Linked DNA regions of Macaca fascicularis: region 1 is linked to region 2. Evidence: chromatin contacts called from public Hi-C data. All regions are on one chromosome and are shown on one strand. Each heading gives the region's core, a stretch centred on a gene start, on an enhancer-like site or on the middle of the called end of the contact. The rest is flanking DNA. Distances are from core to core; before and after follow the strand shown. Region 1 has its middle 340 kb from the start of CYP26B1. Region 2 holds the start of CYP26B1 (cytochrome P450 family 26 subfamily B member 1).

The links. Hi-C and Micro-C count contacts between places; a contact is called where the count stands out from the background.
Region 1: a Hi-C map of liver shows a contact between it and region 2, with 4 times the contacts expected there. The contact joins the enhancer-like site here to the promoter of CYP26B1 in region 2. A contact is called at or near these places in 2 of 2 Hi-C or Micro-C datasets (liver and skeletal muscle).

What each region holds. Positions count from the first base shown.
Region 1 is chr13:50,129,152-50,133,220 of T2T-MFA8v1.1, forward strand. No RefSeq gene overlaps it. Among named protein-coding and RNA genes, the nearest start is that of CYP26B1, 340 kb to the left of the region's middle. Within about 2 kb of position 1,535, at least 1 of the 6 cell types and tissues checked has an H3K27ac peak or open chromatin away from gene starts, as enhancers often do.
Region 2 is chr13:49,791,411-49,795,537 of T2T-MFA8v1.1, forward strand. CYP26B1 (cytochrome P450 family 26 subfamily B member 1) reads left to right here and starts at 1,529. Exons shown (of 7, transcript XM_005575617.5): 1 at 1,529-1,593; 2 at 1,917-3,090. The coding sequence starts at 2,887.

The sequences.
Region 1 (4,069 bases), core at 285-2,784, 340 kb after region 2:
TTGCCCAGGGACAGGCAGGAGACAGATGCCTTTCTCTATCTCAACTGCCAAGAGGCCTTCTTTCCTCTTACACTAATCCTCAGCACAGACCCTTCACGGGTGTCGGGCTGGGGGACGATCAGTCTTTCCCTTCCCACGAGGCCATATTTCAGACTATCACATGGGGAGAAACCTTGGACAATACCTAGCTTTCCTAGGCAGAGGTCCCTGCGGCTTTCCGCAGTGTATGTGTCCCTGGGTACTTGAGATTAAGAGAATGGTGATGACTTTTCACAAGCATGCTGCCTTCAGGCACTTGTTTACCAAAGCACACCCTGCACAGCCCAAAATCCATTAAACTTTGAGTCACCACAGCACATGTCTCTTGCAAGGACAGGGTTGGGGGTAGGATTACAGATTAATGGCATCTCAAGGCAGAAGAATTTTTCTTAGTACAGAACAAAAATGGAATCTCTTATGTCTACTTCTTTCTATGTAGACACAGTAAAGTCTGATCTCTCTTTCTTTTCCCCATACCTGTCTGTGTTCGCTGCAGATATCGGGCTGACTCAACTAACCACAGGCCTTCGTTGGGGAAGAGCTTGGAGAATACTGTCCCATTTGTCCCTTCCAATGGCTTGGCTAAAGCCTGTAGGACATATTGGAGCAACTGGGACAAAGCCAACCTGGTTTGGAAAAGACACTCTAAGCACATTTAGAACAGTGCTTCATTAGCCTGTACAGTGCGTTTGTGAGGTTAAGAAAAGATGCCCCTTCTTCAGGGAGGATGCAACCCCACAGCAGAGCACAGGCCTTGATGAATGGAGTCTGGCCTGGTACATTTCAGCTCCAAGTCGCCCACTGGTGCAAGCATCTTATTACAGGGTATGCCCTGATTAAGACCCAGGTACAGAAATGAACTCATTTTCAAGCCAACGGAAGGCACTGACCCATGTTCAGAAACTCTGCAGCTTTCTCAAGACCCAGTTGGGCCTCAAGAAGTTGTGTCCCCTTTTCCTCCACAGTGCCTTTGAACCTCTTTCAGCGTTTTATTTCCTAGTCCATAGACATCTCAGGGCCTTCCACAAGCCCTGGCCACTTAGTTCCTTGGTTCTTTTTAAATCAATGATTCACCCTCCCCTACTCTTTCACCAGTTCTGCTGACACTTGTCATGGGTCTTGCTCAGAATCTTGTTTGAGTAGGGGCCTTTGCCATGCAGACAAGACATCCCCAGCCCTACATACTTCACTGGGCTCCCAGTTGTGTCTCTGTGTTTAATTATGGGGGGTGTCCCATTCAGCCAGGGAGAAACATGGGTTGTACTTCCAGAGCAGGGTCTTGGGGATGATTGGAGATGCAAGGGCTGCATCTAGCTGACCAGAAGGAGGGCCTGTGCTGGGTGGTAAAACACTGCAGCATTTCCAGTTCTTAGCAAGGTCTGGATGACCGGTCAGTGAACAGCTGCACTGCAGCTGGGCCAGCTCTGGCCCGCCCTGTCCTCCCCACGGCTGACCTCCACATGGCCCGGTAGATCACACTGTCCCCTGAAGCCAGCAGCCTGTCATCAGCCTCTCGTTTCACCCTCTCCCATCCTCCAGCCCACAGTGCATTCTGTGGTTCACACCCTGAGAGTGGCTGGGTCCAAGCAAGCCACGGTGGGCTCCTCCCATCTTGGATGGCAGGTGTGATAAGCACTCCAATCCCCATCAAGCCTGCGCCTTTGGTCCCTGGAGGTCTTCCCTGACACATTGCCATAGTGGCCCCATCTGGCCAAATGGGGCCATGGACTTACTCACTGTTCATGTCTCTCTCCCTAGGTGTGGGGCTCTCTCCAGGGCAGAGGGAAAAGCATCCAGGGACCCAGATCTGTGGATTCTGGCTTGAGAGGGTATGCACTTTGCTTCCTTCATCCTACAGCTGACCAGTCTTGCTGTGTGCCCTTATATGTGTTTTCTCTCATTCTGTCTTCAAAGAGGCCAAATCAGTGCTCACAGCACAGGCCCTTCATCCTTTCACTTCTACTCTGGCTCTGGTTCATCAATTCTTCTCAAGAAAGAAATTGGTGCCAGGAGTTCTAATCTTCTCAGCTCATAGAATAATTTGCTCAGAAAATCCTTCTTCACTTGGGAGCTAGGTTTTGGGGTTGGGTTTTAATGGGAAGGAGAAACCCAAACCAAGAGGCATACTGGCCATAAAGATCTGGGCATATCTGTAGCTAGTATCATCAACTTACTGCTATTAAAACCATCATCTTCATCACTACCATCATTACCACCATCACTGCAGTCTTCACAACCATTACCAACATTGCCACCATTCAATAAGCATTATCACTCTCATCATCACTACCATCTTTATCACTATCTCCATTATCTCCACCATGATCACCATCACCATCATTGACAGTCAGCACCACCACCACCACAGCAATCATCCCCAGTTATAATCACTACTATTAACACAACTACATTGCTTCTTAGCCTGTTGGCTAAGATCAAGTGTATTAACATCACCACAATCATTGCCACCATGATCACCATCTTTTATCATTGCCGCCTCACCACTAGTAATACCAACACCACAATCATTATATAGTCACCACCTCCTTCACAAACATCACCATTATTATCACCAATCATCACTGGGATCACCATCACCACCACCTTCACAAGCATTATTATACATTGCCATCACCATCATCATGACTATTATCATCAATACCATTGCTAGTATCAACACCCATTGCTACCACCCTTCATCAGCATCCCCATTGTCAATTATCCACTCTATTCAGTTGTTTTCTCTAAGTAGTGGAGTCTATGAAGTTCAACTCTATTCTGAAAATCTTCACTAAACACAATTCATGAGTTTAACACACAATTGGTTATTCGGGTTGAATTAGTGTAGCTTTTACTACATAACAAACAACCCCAATGCTTAGTGTCTTAAAACAACCACCATTTTATTTAGTGCATGATCCTTGGGTCAGCTGGGCAGTTCTGGGCTTCCTCATGTGTCTGCAGTCAGCTGATGGTCAGCTAGCAACTGGATTAACAAAGATAGCCTCACTCACGCCTGACGGGCACCTCAATTTTCTTTCATGTGGTCTCTCATCCTCCAGCAGGCTACCTCAGGCTCATTCACAGCAGTCTCATGTTCTAAGCTCAGCCAAGGGCAAGCCCCAATGCACAAAGGTGCTTTCCAAGCCTCTGCTTGTGTCATGTTTGCTAATGTCCATTATCTAAAGTAGATAACATGGTCAACCCAGATTCAAAAGGTTGGGAAATAGACTTCATCTCATAGTGGGAGGATCTACAAAGTCACACTACAAGGGCATGGATTCACAGAAGGGAAGAATTTATGGCCATTTTACAATCTACTATACAGGTGGCCAAAGACAAAACAGACCTATTCTTTACAACCAGGAGCAAACACTGGCTGAGAAGGTTCTAATTTAATGTGCTTTATTATCCAGAAGCATGCCCTTGAAGTAGCTTCCAGAACTGGAGTAGCTTTCCATCCAGAGTCACTGGGTCTTTCTATTTTACCTACTTAGACTTCCATGACACCCTCAACTCAACTTCCCACCTTCATGTTTTCTGTCCTAGAGTTCCTTCTTCCCTCACTTTCAATGATCTCTAAGTACCTTCCCTCTCTGCAGGGATCCCTTCTTTCCATCCTCATCCTCTAGGAATCCTCTCTATTTCTATTGGACATATCTTAGGCACCTCTTCAGATTCTCTTGAACACTCAGACACTTGCTTCTCCTCAGCTGCTTCCACTCAAACTCCTTGCATACTTGCACGGTTCTGCCATCTGAGGTTGACCAGCTGCCCCACCAGAATCTCAGACTCCTGCTGCATTTTAGACTTGGAAGAAGCAACAATATACACAGTGTGGGATCTAGCTTGCTAAGCCACTGCTGAAAGGGCCAAGTGATACAATCAGGGAATTCAGGTGAGTTCCCTATAAGAGTAATTTTGAAAGAGAAAAGACAGAAGAGAACTTTAGATAAAGTTCTCTCTCCTTTTCCCTTCTAATTGTTGATTCCAAGGGCAAATGTTTTCTGAACAGCTTGTCCAGAGATAT
Region 2 (4,127 bases), core at 279-2,778:
GAGTGTCCGGCCCCAAGCATCCTGGGGTGGAAGTCTGAGGGCACTGACAACAGGCGCGGGGTGCTTCGGAACCTACAACTGGGCCCTTTGGACCTATCTACCACTAGGAAGGGCGAGTGCGGAAAGGGGAAAGAGGGAATTGTTTCCCCGAATCTGTAGTACTATAACTGCCCACCAGGTGGGGTTCCAGGGCAGAGAGTGAAGCCGAGGTGACCTAGCACTAGGAGCTAGACCAGCGTTTAGATCTCTTGCTACACCAGCCTCGGAAGCGCTCACCCAGGGAGGGACAACACATCTGCACGAACCTTAGACGCTCACACGCATTCTTGTCTCGTGAACTCTAATGCATAACTCGTACGGGTGCAGGCAAAGTGTTCAAAGGGAAGTCTAGTATCGTTAACACACACACTACTCTAAACGAAAGATGGGATATCGACTCTGGTTCCCGGAGTGCGAGAGTGAACGCCAGAGCCAAGGGGACTGAGGGAAGCAGGATGCATGGGAGAGGGAGAGGCAGGCACTAGCTAGACCAGTGCCGGGGTTGCTGTGCGCAGCTCCACGTTAACACAGACTCGCAGGAGGAGAGGCCAGATGACAGATGCACGGATGCGCAGACACACTTACGGCTCTAGAAAGAATACACAAACCCACAGACATGCCACCTTGCTCCTCAGACTTCGGGCCGACGCAAGGCCACGCGCGCGAACACACAGGTGCGGCCCCGGGCCACACGCACATCGTACACAAGCACGCGCGCCGGGCCCTCTACTGCCAGCGCTGAGAAGGTGGCCGTGCTCACCCGGCACTTTTATTTACTAATTTGTATCAATGAACGTTTGTGCCCGTCTTCTCCCGCCTCTGGGTACCGGGGCCGCCGCGTTTGTCCCCGTGCAGGACACTTGCTGGACCAGCATCGGGGTTCCCCGACGCTGCGGGCGGTGGATGGGGACTACAAAAGCAGGGGAAGGGGGTCCCTACATGCCGGAGAGGAGGAGCTACAGAGTCAGCAGCCTGGGACGCTGACGGGGACTGGGGAACCTCCAGGTTCCGTAGGGTAAGAGACATATGGCGGGGGTGGGGGGACGGACCTTAGCATCGGAGGTGTGAGGATGTAGGGATCGGGAATGGGGGATTTGGCTTAGGGGGATTGGGACTAGTAACTGAGGGGTCCCTGGAGATAGGAGCCAGCAAGATCCCGCGGGTTGGAAGCTCGGGACCCTAGGCACAGGTTCGAGGGCTTTGGGCGCTTCCCAGTCGTGGGGGCAGTCAGGCCGGACCTCCGCTGCTGGGGCTCCGGCCCAGGAGGGACTGCTGGGAGCTGGAGGAGGAGGCCGCTGACCTGAGGAGGAAAAGAGGAAGGGAAGGAGCCTAGAAGCCAAGCAGGCACTAAGCGAGTGCGCACCGTGTGTGTGCGGAGGTGTGTGTGGTGTGTGTGTGTGTGTGCGCGCGTGTATGTGTTTGTGTGTGTGTGCGCGTAGGTGCGCGCGCGTGTGTCTCATCTCGTCCGTCTGTAGGCGCTGGGCTCAGCGAGACGCCGGCGAGAAAGAAGAGGAGGCGAGAGGTGAACTGAGTTTGATCCTGCGGCTGCTACAAGTGGGTCCCGGGCGGGCTGCGGGCGGCGGGCGGCCGGGGCGGGGCGGGAGGCCGGGCTGCACTCTACAGCTCCGGCCGCGGGCCCGGCCTCTCACCACGCCTCCGGCTTTGTGAGCGCGCGGTTTGGGGGGGGTTTGCTGGCTGGGCGCCCACGGCGCAGCCTCCCGCCTCTATATAAACACACGCATCGCCTCGCTTTGGACTCAAATTCACATTGAGAGAAGCTTTTAAAACCACCAGCCCTGAAATCCTGCCTCCTGTTTTTCCCCCTCTTTCATTCCTTTTGCCTTCCTTTCTTTTTTCCCCCTCTCTTCCCCTAACAGCAACTCCAGAGCCGAGAGACCGCGTCCCGGGACGGACTGCCTTTTCTTAATTGATACAATAGCCCAGCTCGGGTTTTCCACCTCCTCCCCCAACCCCACCCCGCCTCACCCCTCCCGCCCGCTGCTGTCGCCGCCGCCGCCGCCGCCGCCGCCCCATCGCCCGCCCGGGGCTCTGTCGCCGGCTGCGTCCCGTCCCGGCAGCGGCCCTCCAGCTCCGCATCCGCGCTCGGGCCGCAGCGCCCGCCTCGCCGCCTCGCCCGCCGCGCCCGCCGCTCCTGCCTCAGGGGTGCCGCGGCGGCTCTGGGGCTCGAGCGCGCCGCCCGGGGCAGCCCAGGGACATTTGGGCTCCGGCCTCTCCACTCGCCTCAGCCAGGGAGCTTTCTCCCTCGCCCCCAAAGTTTCTGGGTTCGTTGGAATTTTTGGATTCAGGATTTTTTTTTAATTCTTTTTTTACCTAGGAATTTGGGGGCCATACTGCAATACTTTTGACAAATCGACTGCACTTCCTCTCCGCTAGCTCTCTGCCCCCTTCTTTTTTTCCCGAGCAGGGAAAGGGGCTTACGAGAGAGAGGCTCCCTCTGGACAAAGTTTTCCAAAGTTTTCCGAGTGTGATGGTAGCGGGGAGAGCAAACCCACCAGCTTGACTCACGGCTTCATCTCACCACCCCTTGAGCAGCCCCTAAGCCCGCTATAAAGGAACAAACAAACAAACAAACAAACAAAGTTACACCCCCAGTCGCCTCGTGTCTCCTCTCTTCTTTTAGGCAATTTTTTTTCCTCCCTCTCTCCGCTCCCCTCGCAGCCTCCATTCCCCTTCCCTCGGCCCCTTCCTCCTCATTCTCTGTTTCGGCTGGAGGTGCCAGGACCCCCGGCCGCAGCCTCCCCTCCCCCGCCGCTCCGGTCCCCTCCCGTCTGGCCCTCCCCTCCCCCGCCGCGGCCGGCACAGCCAATCCCCCGAGCGGCCGCCAACATGCTCTTTGAGGGCTTGGAGCTGGTGTCGGCGCTGGCCACCCTCGCCGCGTGCCTGGTGTCCGTGACGCTGCTGCTGGCCGTGTCGCAGCAGCTGTGGCAGCTGCGCTGGGCCGCCACTCGCGACAAGAGCTGCAAGCTGCCCATCCCCAAGGGATCCATGGGCTTCCCGCTCATCGGAGAGACCGGCCACTGGCTGCTGCAGGTAAGGGCGCGCTCGCTCCGCTGCTCTCCGGGGTCCGCTAGCTGCGAGCGTTGGGCTGACGGAGCGGCGGGCCGGCCAGGGGGCGCCGGGAGCCTGAAGGCACTGGTCCCCGCCCCGCCCCTTCCCTCCTCTCTGCCACAGCAGCCCAGGCTTCCCCAGCCCGCCGGCAGCGCGGTTCCGGGACCACTGGCGCTCGCTGAGCAGGTTCAGGGGGCTGGTAAGAGGGGTTCCTGGACCTGAGGGGGCTCCCAGATGGACTTGCCTGGGTCGCGGCTGGCCTGGCATGGGGTCCTGGAGCGCCCTGGGGGCGCCCAGCGCAGCGCGATCCCGAGGGAGCTTCAGGTCCTGAGCCGCTTTCGCCGCCCCTCGGTGCTCGAAGCCCCAGTCGCCCTCGGCTTTCTGGGGTTGGCTGTGTCGCTGGGAGCCGAAAATTGAGTCGGAAGAGGAGGGGGCTGGTGGCAACTTGAACTGCCGATTTAAAACTGTGTTCCGGCGGCGCCGTCGGCAGCGCCAGGTACAGTTGTCCTGGTCCGCGGTCCGCGCTGGTGTGTCTGTTTTGTGGTGGAAGAGGAAGAAGGTAACCCAAAGAAAAATGAGAAGCCTGAGAAGCCAGGGCTCTAGGCTTTCGGGGAAAAGGGTCTATTTACTTATTGGGTGGGGACAGTTTGGCAGGAGAGGGAAACTTGGGAGAGGTGAGTGTGGGATCCATAGAGAGAGTGCGTGTGTGCTTGTTGGATGCTGCACAACCCCACTCTGCTGGTGATAATGGGGGTGGGGCGCGTCAGGGACCAGACCCAGGTAGGTAATGGGGAGATTAACCTAGAGTTAACCTCATCAAGTGGTAGACAATCGCTTTTGCAATGTGATACACACCAGTTTTCTTCTTGGGGTATGGGAGCGCCTCTGCAGTAACTGCGGGAGGTGTATTTGTGCATACTCGCGTTTGTTCTGTTAGCGGAAGCAGGGATGTCCTGAAACTGACAATCCCCGCACCAGAGAGGTGAAGCGAAAGGTGAGCGCTGGGACCTGTGGGTTTA